3 separate regions of the Danio rerio genome follow, and regions 2 and 3 are each linked to region 1. Evidence: chromatin contacts called from public HiCAR-type and Micro-C data. All regions are on one chromosome and are shown on one strand. The core of a region is the stretch at or near the end of the contact, and the rest is flanking DNA. Distances in the headings are between cores, read along the strand shown. Region 1 holds the start of pmm2 (phosphomannomutase 2). Region 2 holds the start of gaa2 (alpha glucosidase 2). Region 3 holds the start of micall2b (mical-like 2b).

Region 1 (3,824 bases), core at 467-2,966:
AACTGTTCAGTTCCTGCTGTTAATAAAGACAGGTATCTAAATCAATTATTGCTACAATTTGAGAGTTCTCCTAAGGGACAGCTAACTCAAAATTGGGTTAATTTACTCACCCTTTGTGTAAGATATATGCTTTTTCCTCCCAGTTGACAATTAAAGATTTTTAGCTGAATTGGAGATTCATATAATGGGAGTCACATGTTACCGTTATTCAGCATTGAAAGTAATATATGCGTTCATGAACGAATTGTTCTTTTTAACCAGATCTTAAGTGAACCGGTCCAACCAGTTCACCAAATTGAACTGAATTGTTTGAAATGGTTCGTGTCTCCAGTTAGCACTTATTCACAAATTACATTTTTAACATACCTGATGATACTCTGACTCGAAATAAAACAATTACCTAAGTTATTCAGTGACTAGAACAGTCCACTGAGATTAGATTTGAGAACTGGTGAACTAATACTGTGCATACGTGATTTAGCAAACATGAACCAAACACAAACAACACATGACAGCCTGTTGGAACTGAACCAAACTTGGACAAATAAGTTGGACAACAAAGAAAGTGAAATGTATATTTATTTCATTATATAAAATCGTAGTGGAATTTTATTAGCAAGCGAATTATGCTTCATTTGGGTTGCAAAATGTAATTGTAAGAAAATTTTCAGATCATAGTGATGTTTTAACAGACTGAGGTTGTGATTGCTGACTATATATTTTGATATGTTGAATGGGATTGTCATTCCGTCATCGTGGCGTATAGAGTATAGGCTGATTTATTCTTTTGCGTCAAGCGATTGATGTGACCCACGGCACATGCCTTGTGCATAACTGTGCATTTATACTTCTGCATGCTGCTTGTGTTGCTCTACAATACACCTCCGAAAAGTTGAGTTTCTTCGCGGGTGTTTTTAATGCTACTGTAAAGGAAATGGCAGACGTGCAACATCTTTAATCAAAAGGTAAACACAAATAAAAGTTTCCATCTGCAGCGCCTCCATGGGATTCAACACTTACAAACACTCGCTTCAACAGGCTCACTGCTCTCCTGCAGCTCGCTCCAGCTGAGAAAACTGCTTAAACCAGTCTAATCCGGTTGGCTGGTTTTAGCTGGTTGACCTGCCTGGTTTTAGAAGGGTTTTGGCCATTTCCAGGCCGTTTTCCAGCCATTTCAGCCTGGTCTTAGCTGGTCAGGCTGGAAAATGACTGGCTTAAACCAACTAAAACCAACTTAACCAGCCTGGTTTAAGTTGGACATCGCTGGTTTTGGCTGGGCTTCCAGCCTTTTTAGGCTTGTCAAGCTGGATTTAGCTTCTCATCTCCCAGCCTGACCAGCTAAGACCAGGCTGGAAACAGCTGGAAACCAGTCTGGAAATGGCCCTCTAAAACCAGGCTGGTCAACCAGCTAAAACCAGCTAACCAGCTAAGGCTGGTTTAAGCTGTTTTTTTTTTTCAGCAGAGGTGGCTCCGCATACGCTTCACCGCTACCAAGTCGACCAATCGCTTGCACCATGTGTTGTCACGATTTGTAGTTACTTTTTTGAGAGGTGCAAGTTTACAGCGAGAGGTATGCAACTTATAGGGCTATAGTCAACCTTAAATTGATCTGTGATTCATAACTGCTGCTGAAGAGCTGTCCAAAAGATCCGATTCGCGGAAAAGATCCGAACTTCCCCGCACTATTGAAAGCTAAGTTGGCTTGCCATATGCAGCACTTACATATAAATTTGAATTGGTCGCATTGTCATTCACTACAATAACAACGTGGCCCATACATAGGGAAAACAGGTTATCCTTCTTATTTATGAAGTTGTTTGTCTGCTGTTGGCAGATGTTGTACACGTGGAGGTCGCTCACTCTGACGTACAGCTCTGGCGCTTCAATACACTTCCGACAACACGGAAGATGTGACGTTGCACTGCTGAATGAATGAACTGACTGCCACTGAGTCTTCATAAAACTTCATACAGAGGAGATATTGATTTCTAAAGTTTCCAAATATCACAATGTCTGGTTCTACCGTGGATTCGACAACGCTGTGTCTGTTTGACGTGGACGGGACTTTAACAGCAGCTCGTCAAGTGAGTGAATTAATGCGGAAGGCATTAGCTAGCTATGTTAACTAACTGTTAATCTCATATCTCCTAAGATATGGCTGCAATCGATGATAATGATTGATTTACAATCGCTTATCTATGGACTGACAGTTACCTTTAAAACGAAAGTGACGCGGAGTGACTGAAATAATGTGAAATGATCCACTTTATTAACATTATCTGGTTTTCTGTGTAGTAAAGTGAAAGACGAAATTACTTTTCAATACAACTTTGCATTTTACTCCGTGCAATAATGTGTTTCTTATAATTTTTTGTTTCTTCTGAGCAAAATACATGTTTACCATCATTCACAGAAGATGCTGAATTATGAAATGTCATTCAAAACACCATAAATATTTGTTGAATAAAACAAACCAAAATTGTACCTCCAAAATTAATTGACATTTTAAATCTTTATACTTTGCCATCATTCAAAACACTACTTGTACCTGTGTCGTTTATTAATATTAACTAAAATTTAATAAAGCAAATCCAGCGTTATGGATGTGACATTTGCAAATCTCAAAACATATATTCACAAAGAAATTGTACATTAAAACTTTAGTTTATTTTTTCAGAACAACTGACCACAGAAAGCAGAAAAATATTAAATTAAAAATATAAAATTGAGGGAGCAGAAAAATATCAATCTGTAAAGATTTTTTTATATTTTAAATGAGAAGAATAAACATGTGTTATGGATGTGATCAAAAAAGTCTGTGAGTTGACAGTATACAACATAATTTGTAGAAATTCTTATGTTATAATTATAGAAGTTCTTTATAGAACTTAAATGATTGATTTTATTTTTTGTAATTTTTTTGCATTTATGAAGAAAAAGTGTTATGGATGTGACAGATATGAAATTGTCACTTGTGCGACTTTGGTAAATTAAATATAATTCTGTAGTTTGAAAACATTAACAGAAACATTTTTGAGTGTTTCTAAAGTACTGCAAAATACTTGCTTACACAAAAAACTTAAGGTTTCCAGATTTTAGTGGAAACTTTTTTTCATGGCACGGTTGACATTTGCATGGAATTGCTCAATATGATCACTCATCTTTATATATTTTAATATGAGCAGTTAAAAATTACATTTTTGCATGTGTTTTGCTATATGGTAATGGATGACTTAATTGCATTTAATATGCTTTCAGTGGATATAAAAATCACTTGCCAATATAATTTGATGCTGACACCAAAACCAGATACCTAATTTTTTACTCATTACCATCACGTGACTTTTGATTGCTGTAATCAGATGGAAATCAGACTGTAAATGTATGTTTATGAAGTCAAAAATGAATGTGTGAGTGTAGTTTTGTGGCTGTAAAACTATTTTATTATCTGATCTTCTTTCTTGGCACATGCTAAATGACATACTACTGTTTATGGCTATTACAAATACCTCCTATGTTTAGCCTGCTTGTGGTATGAAGATGTTATATATAAACAGAAGTATAAAGATAGTCATGAACTGACCTTTTAAACATCGCCTGGTACTGTAAATAACGATTGAAAACTTGACTCATGTAGACATGTATATATATGACATGTATGTTTGGTATAAAAAAAGATGATACAATTTTTATTCTTTCATTCTCCTTGGGCTTAGTCCCTTTATTTATCAGGGGTTGCCACAGAGGAATGAACCACCAACTTATCCAGCATATGTTTTACACAGCGGTTGCCTTGATGCAAATTTCATTTTGGAAAATATTCC
Region 2 (3,864 bases), core at 108-2,607, 320 kb before region 1:
TTTTCAACTGCAACTATAGGAAAGAAGAACTACAAAGGGAAGTGGCTACTGGAGGAAGCAGTCCTATTGGAGAGAAAATAAATCAGATTTGATACCGTACCTCTTCTACGGAGAGATTCATGCTATTTGCTCCTTATTTCCAAAATGAAAAAAATCAAGCATGCAAAGATAGTTACATTTTTAATGATAAAACGTGTTATAAGAGTAAAATAACCAAGCTGGTTTTATATTCAGATAGTCAGACATTCCCCTTAATAATATCATTTCAGAAAAGTATTCTTTGTTAATTCTAAATAGGCAAAAAAATCATACTAGCAGCCAGTGATTATCAAAACACAGCATTGTTTACAGTCAGTTAGATAGTACTAATCTTGTTTTTAAGTTGATAAAACCAAACCAAACCAACCTACTTGTGTACAACTGTTGGCCAAGGCTGGTGCTCACAACGTTTAAGACAAAAGCACGAATGTTCAGCAACAGCATAGAAGCTAAATATTTGATTGACAGGCCATATCTCATTTCAGTTTTTAGATAATGCAGAGACCAGAGTCCAACAAACAAGTTAAACTACACAATCCATACAAACACACGCCGTGCTTCCTAAATACCCCGGTATAGGAATATTCTCATGTTAGAATAATCACAAAACCTCTGCAGCACATTGATGAAAATATTATTTTAATTTCCAATCTTCAGAAAAAAAGACCGTGCCAAGCCAGACACCATTACATGACACAAAGAAAGAAAGGCACAAAAATGTTTGTATTAACAATGTAAATGCATTTCTCATGTGTGGCTAAAAAATATATATGCTAACGCTAACGTGTATTGGCTTTCCACTTATTTATTTTTAATGAATGGCGCATTGCATACATTTTTCCAGGCACATCACACATCATATATCTGTTGCACAAAATGAACAAGACTGAGCCTTACATGAAACATTCAGCAGCACACACAACATATTAAATGCATACTTACTTCTTATGCAGAAAAAATATCTGATGCTATATGGTTTTGGTGTCTAACAGGCTACATTACATCGGCAAACATGCTCTGGTCAAGCGCGCTGGTAAATGTTACGGATATTTCATGTCTTATGAAGTTGCTGTTGTTGTGCGTGTCCTACGGTAGCGATAAGAATCTGATTCACTTAGTAAATCGGCTCTTTAAGACAGATCATTACAGTGAACCGGTTCACTGGTTCAATCTGGTCCTCGCAAAAAAAAAGCTTCAGCGGAATTTTTGATGATTTGTTTTTTTTGTTTGTGTGTGGTAAAGTGATGTAAATTGCATTTTCTCACCCATATCTCAGTTTTGACTCTTTATGTAGATTGTATCACTTTGCGAATTGATTTGAATGAAGCCTCGCAAAGAGCCGGTTAAAAATAATGATTTCTTCTCTGCTTTCTTTACTTTCTCTCCAGTTATTTCATTACTGCCATCTACTGGTCTGGAAACAATTTATTTTATTGGATTGATTTGTTTGAGAACCTAAAAACGAAATAGGAAAACTTAATATTCAAATAATTTGAAAAAAATAAATAAATAAAAATAAATAAAATAGAAAGTTTAATTACTGAAATTTCAAAATAATATATGCAAATGCACGAATATAATGACTTAGACAATAGAAAATGTAGTATTCATATGTGTATGTGCCATTTGTCCAGCAGATGGCAACTCAATCTAATATACTAACGTTAAAATAAATTAAAGTAAAAATGTTCACATCAAGAATCATATAGGTTAAAACTAAAAAATAAAGGCTATATTATATTTTTAGCATCTTGACCCTAGAGCCACAAATAAACATCTTATGAAGATTTTAAAAAGATTATGTGAAACTAAAAATAAATAATACATTTATTTATTATATGGGCCTATATTAATAAAACAACATTCATTCAATTATTTTCCTGCGGCTTAGTCCCTTTATTCATCAGGGCTCGCCACAGCGGAATGAACCGACAACTTATCCAGCATATGTTTTACACAATGAATGCCATTCCAGCTGCAACACGGTAATGGGAAATAATAAATCCAGGTAGCAAAGAATTCTGGCCCTGATTTGGCCTTAATCTAGCACAGCAGGTATTCATCCGGCATACAGCATGTGGGCCAAACATGGACCTGGTTTGGCAGAGGTGGCACCGTCTTAAAGGCGGCACCCAACACTTGGGCCAGATGTAACGTAGTATTTGGCCCAGATGGTAATAACTGATATGAAAGTTTGGTCTATCTTGACCCACATTTAAAATACATTTTTATTATTTTCAAGAAAAGAAAAAAAATTCTTCCAATCAGGTTGAGAAAAAGCATGCAGATAGCACGCCTAAAGCGCAATGATTCATGGGTTTATCAGTTTCATTGCATTCGTGATACACCAACATATCTGGCCCAGTTCAGGCTCAGTTATGGGTTAACTTAGCCGAGTCCATGTTTGGCCCTTGTCTGGAAGCCAGACTTGCAGTCATGTACCGTAATTCACTGTGGCATGTGGGCCAAGCAAAAGCGGATTGTGTTGGCCAGAGCTGGGCCAGAGATATTCTGCTATGTGGGAAACAACAAATGAAAAATAGTTATTGAAATAAAAACAAGTATTTCACAACATTACAGGTCAAATAGGCCTAAATGTAGCCTTTGTGAGCAGTTTAATCTTTTTCCGAAAAAAAAAAAATAAAATTAACTTTTGTTTTGTCTAATATAAAATAAGTAAATTTCATACAGTACAGTGTATTATTGACGCGGAAAGAAATTAAGCATTTACCCACAGGCCTAGACAACAGACACCGCAGCTTAGAAAAGGAGAAGTGAAGTCAAAAGAATCATTTGATTCAGTCGATTCTCAATGCCTTTGATGTTTGCTGACTGAATTTAATTTGATTCAATAAAGGGAAGGCTGGCAGTGGTTAGCACTGTCGCCTCAAGGTTGCTGGTTCGAGTCCCGGCTGGGTCAGTTGGCATTTCTGTGTGTAGTTGCTTGTTCTCCCCATGTTCGTGTGGGGTTTCCTCTGGGTGCTCCGGTTTCTCCCTCAGTCCAAAGACATGCGCTATAGGTGAATTGAATAAACTAAATTGTCAGTAGTTTATGTGTGTGAATTAGTGGGTATGGGTGTTTTCCAGTGCTGGGTTGCAGCTGGAAGGGCTTCCTCAGTGTAAAACATATGCTGGATTAGTTGGCGGTTTATTCCGCTGTGGTGACCCCTGATGAATAAAAGAACTAAGCTGAAGGAAAATTAAATGAATGAAAGGGAAGGCAGTCAGTTTTGTTATGAGCAACAATACCCTGAAAAAAAAAACTTTCGAGCAGTTCTTCATTCAATTAAAATGTATCTTTCTTTTCAGTTTAATATTATTTGTTTCATTATTCAAGTACTTAATTTTAAGTTCAAACACATAGTTAAACATAGTTAAGTCACATAGTTAAATATTATTATTTTTGATTTAGAGTTCAGCTAAGAGCTATTTTGACTGATGTAAAATTTTAAGGTTATATTCACACAGGTCAGTGCATGCATAGTAATCAAAAGCTCAATATGCTTTGTACTTTCATGCATTAAAAAAAAATTGTTTAAGGGAAATTATTTATTTTTTATTGGCTCAATTGATCAAATTTAGATGTGAAACCATTACCCTAATTTATTTTAATTGAATGAATAAAAGCTTTTTTTCAGTGCATTATAAAATCCTTGGATTACTGTAAATAGGCTATAAACGTGTTTTCACTCTTGATTATTAACCCAGCAAGCATTAAAAAAAAGATGTCTGATAGACGTCTAATAGATGTCTAAACATGGTCTAAAACAAGGCTAAATTTGGGCTTTCAGATAAAATCTAATAGACCAAAACTAGACTAGTGGT
Region 3 (3,921 bases), core at 58-2,557, 360 kb before region 1:
TTACTTTTTTGTTGCATATTCTGTTACAACATTAGTTTTAGTCATATATCTGATATATTTTTAACCCAAGTTATTAAGTAGCCATTAAAAATATAATAATCTTATCATCTCTAGGCCAACTAGTATTAATGCTATCTTCTGTATAAATGATTACAACTTAAGTTTAAAATATGTCTTCATGTCATCCAACATTCTAAAAGATCCATCTTCATTTTGCTCTAGCTTGGAATTCTAAATATTCTTACTCAAATTCTAATGCAACATTAATCCTAAAAGTTTTATGTTTTAGTCATAATTTGTGATTTTTTTTACCCAAGACATTGAGTAGCCTATTAAACATTCAATAATCTCATCATCTCAAGGTCAATAATTACCAAATCTCTACTCAGTTTTAATTTTCACTACTTAAGCTTAAAATAAGTTGTCACCCAAACTAAAGTTGGAACGTTGGAATTCTTAATGTTCTTCCTCTTTTGGTCACAAATTCTATATTCTAAATGCAACATTAGTTCTAAAAGGTTTATGTTTTAGTCATAATGTCATGAAAATGTTACTTAGGTAGCCAATTAAACGTTTAATTTTCTCATCATTCTCAAGGTCAAGTACCAGTGCTCTTCTCAAGTTTTAAACGTTAGTTTAAAAGGTCTAACGCTTTTTTTAAACACAGATTTTTCTTTAACCTAAATACAAAAACTTTTATGTTTTCATGTTACAAAAAGCAATAAAACTTTTACTGCATAACAAGATACAACGTCCTCGTCAAAAGTGTAGTTTGTTTTGAGCCAGTTCAGCGCTCCTGAGGAGAGGTATAAACTATAATCAAACTATTCGTTTGAATGTGAAACATTTAATTTCACGTCAAGCGTCCAGAAGCGGTGTGTTTTCTGAATACGATGCAACGCCAAACCGCGCGTTGTTTTACGGGGGAGCTGCTGCTAATACTTACATCAAGTCCGGTCTGTGTTTGTGAATTAGAGCGCAGAAAGCCAAACCGTCCCGGAAAGATGTGGTCATGTTGGTTATCGACACGTCCCGGTATCCTTCACACTGGATCTTGCACCACTGTTGAAGCGCTTTCACAGCAGCCATGGTGCAAATGCGACTCAACCACGGACGACTACTGACTGGGAAGCTGAAATATCCTCTTTCCGAAGTGGTGAAGACGGTCAGGAACGCTGAATGCTGAAGGATTTTTGCTTAATCTCTCACACACACAAACACTCACCACTAATTTCACCGTCAGCTGCAGTTAAGAAATCCCTGAAACTCCTGAGAAGAAGCGTTATGACGTCTTGTTCATGGGTGGAGTTTAAGGTGAGGGATTTTTAAACACTTCCCTCACTCAAGGCATATGATGATAGCAGATGGTGATATCATGCTACTTTCAAACCAGTCACGTGCTTTTTTTCTCATTCTCCTATTTCTGAAAAAGGGAGTTGGATGATGTCTAAATATTAGCTTCTGATCTACATTAATCATTCTTTAACATAAAAGCTCTGAAAACATCTGGTACTATTGAACAGTTTTTAAGTAAATGGAATGTTGTTGTTCCTTCAATATATTCCCTAAATATTCTGTTAGTCATGGTTTATTGATTTATACTTATGTGGGGGAAACAATCTTTTAAACTGTAAAATGATATTTATTTACTAAACATTTAAGTTACTAATTTATTATATAATGTTTTTGTTCAACGACAGTGTCATCGGTTATCTTGAAAAATATGAAGGTAATTTTATTACTCCCAAAACTCTAGACTACAAGACTAACAAAGTGTACGTTCATTCAGTTACATTAACTGTTATCAATTAAATAACCGGTTGGTAAAGTTATAAATAAACTTTGGTCCAGTAACATTTCCAAAGTAGGGCAACACAATGGCTCAGTGGTTAGCACTGTCACCTTACAGAAAGAAGGTCATTGGTTCAAGTCCTGGCTGGACTAGTTGGCATTTCTGTGTGGAGTTTGCATGTTCTCCCCGCGTTGGTGCTCTGGTTTATCACACAGTCCAAAGCCATGCGCTATAGGTATGTATCTAGTGAATGTGAGTGTGTATGGGTGAATCCCAGTACTGGGTTGGAGCCGGAAGAGCGTCCGCCGTGTAAACATATGCTGGATAAGTTGGCCATTCATTCCCTGGTGGCGACTCCTGATGAACAAAGGGACTAAGCCGAAGGAAAATGAATGAGTGAATGAACATTTCAAAAGTTATTGGTCTTAACAATGTTTTTAATCTTATCAAAACAATAGCACAAAAGTTTGCTTAATGGAACATTTCTTCTTCATTATTTTTAAAGGTTAAAAAGGGCTGTGTGTGCTTCAGAACCTCAATGTTCTCAAGAAAATAATAACTAATAAACATTTTTGTTAGCTGGGATGGGTCAAAGTTTAAAGGTTCAAGTTATTTAGTCAAATTATTTCACAAAAGTGATTTAAAATGCATAAAATTGCAATCAAATGCAAAAGATTACTTTTATGTTCATATTATGGAAATAAAATATCAAAATAAAAATGTGATATCAAATAAAGTGAAATAATGTTCTGTCATGCATCATAACAGAAAAAATAAACTTACTCAAGCAAATGTTGATAAAATTATTCAATTCATGTTTATTTCTATATCGCTTTTACAATGTAGGTTGTGTCAAAGCAGCTTAACAGAAGTTCTAGTAAAAGTGACAGTACTATTTTATAAAAAAGAGAAAAGATTACAGTTTTATTTACAGACGCTAGGACACATTTCTTAATGCTTAGGTAACTTTTGCAAAACTCTTCACACGGTGAGCACAAGTCTATGTGGACTAAACTGAGGATCAATTTTCATTTTTTGGCACAAAATGCATTCAGTGACTACATTTCTCAAATTTCATGAATTCTTTTCTAACTCAGACAAAACAACTGCCAAAAATCTTTGTTAGTACAGGACATTTTGCACTTTTTCAAAATGCTTAAGCTTACGTTCAAAACAATATCATAATGCAAAACTGAATAAGACAGCAAAATTCATCAGCAATATTTTATTGAAAGATATTTCAAATCTAAAAATGCTGTTTTAACCAGCCAGATTAACAGACTGTTGTTTTCATTTTTTTGTGTGTGTTTTGGTATTACTTAGTGCAAAAAAAAAAAAAAAGTTTTCTGAAAAAAGAATTCTGCGTCATGCTTGATTCATTCCAGTAACATATGTTGCAGTTATATACAACATATAGTGCAATTATAAACAGAGATGTGTCCTTGTTTTACACAATAAAACACTGTGTGAAGCTACATGTTGTTAGTGTTTTTTAGGTCATTGTTTTGTGGGTGACAAAGTATGTTTGTCGGCTGTCAACCTTTGCTAGTGTTCTGGAAAAAGGAGTTTAATTGAGACCTGAATAAAGTGTTTTGGTAGTTGTAGTGCATTTTGAAAGTGAAATGAACTGCTTTGCCAAGCTGAAAGTCGGTTTGGAAAATTTGTGTGAAGAGTTCTGCAAAAGTGATATGAGAAATGTTGTGTCTGTAAAAAAAACTTTATATTCTTTCTGCAGAGTTTGCATGTTCTCACTATGTTGGTGTGGGTTTCCTCCAGGTGCTCCAGTTTCCCCCAAAGACATGCGGTATTTGTGAATTGAATAAACTAAATTGTCCATAGTGTGAATGAGTGCGTATGGGTGTTTCCCAGTACTGGGTTGCAGCTGAAAGTTCATCTGCTGTGTAAAACGTATGCTGGAAAAGTTGGTGGTTCATTCTGCTGTGGCAACCCCTGATGAATAAAGGGACTAAGCCGAAAGAAAATGAATGAATGAAATCTTTCTGATGAAATCTTTCTGATGTTTGAAACCTACAATGATTTGAAGACCAGCAGGAAAGAAATAACTATTTAAAATAGCAAATAATTATTAATATATTTTGGGCAGGACTTTGATCCTTAAATAGAGTCTT

Evidence for each region. Hi-C and Micro-C count contacts between places; a contact is called where the count stands out from the background. HiCAR-type assays count read pairs that join an accessible place to other places.
Region 2: a Micro-C map of caudal fin shows a contact between it and region 1, with 8 times the contacts expected there. The contact joins the promoter of gaa2 here to the promoter of pmm2 in region 1. A contact is called at or near these places in 3 of 18 Hi-C or Micro-C datasets (caudal fin, embryo and hematopoietic stem cells) and 1 of 4 datasets of contacts at active chromatin or transcription factors (embryo).
Region 3: a HiCAR-type map of caudal fin shows a contact between it and region 1, with 6 times the contacts expected there. The contact joins the promoter of micall2b here to the promoter of pmm2 in region 1. A contact is called at or near these places in 2 of 4 datasets of contacts at active chromatin or transcription factors (caudal fin and embryo).

What each region holds. Positions count from the first base shown.
Region 1 is chr1:11,262,761-11,266,584 of GRCz12tu, forward strand. pmm2 (phosphomannomutase 2) reads left to right here and starts at 1,717. Exons shown (of 8, transcript NM_200084.1): 1 at 1,717-2,084. The coding sequence starts at 2,010. It also overlaps a transcript of mad1l1 not described here.
Region 2 is chr1:10,942,738-10,946,601 of GRCz12tu, forward strand. It overlaps gaa2 (alpha glucosidase 2), which reads right to left and starts at 1,358. Exons shown (of 20, transcript XM_068220999.2): 1 at 1,305-1,358.
Region 3 is chr1:10,901,601-10,905,521 of GRCz12tu, forward strand. It overlaps micall2b (mical-like 2b), which reads right to left and starts at 1,308. Exons shown (of 17, transcript NM_001312897.1): 1 at 947-1,308. The coding sequence starts at 1,089.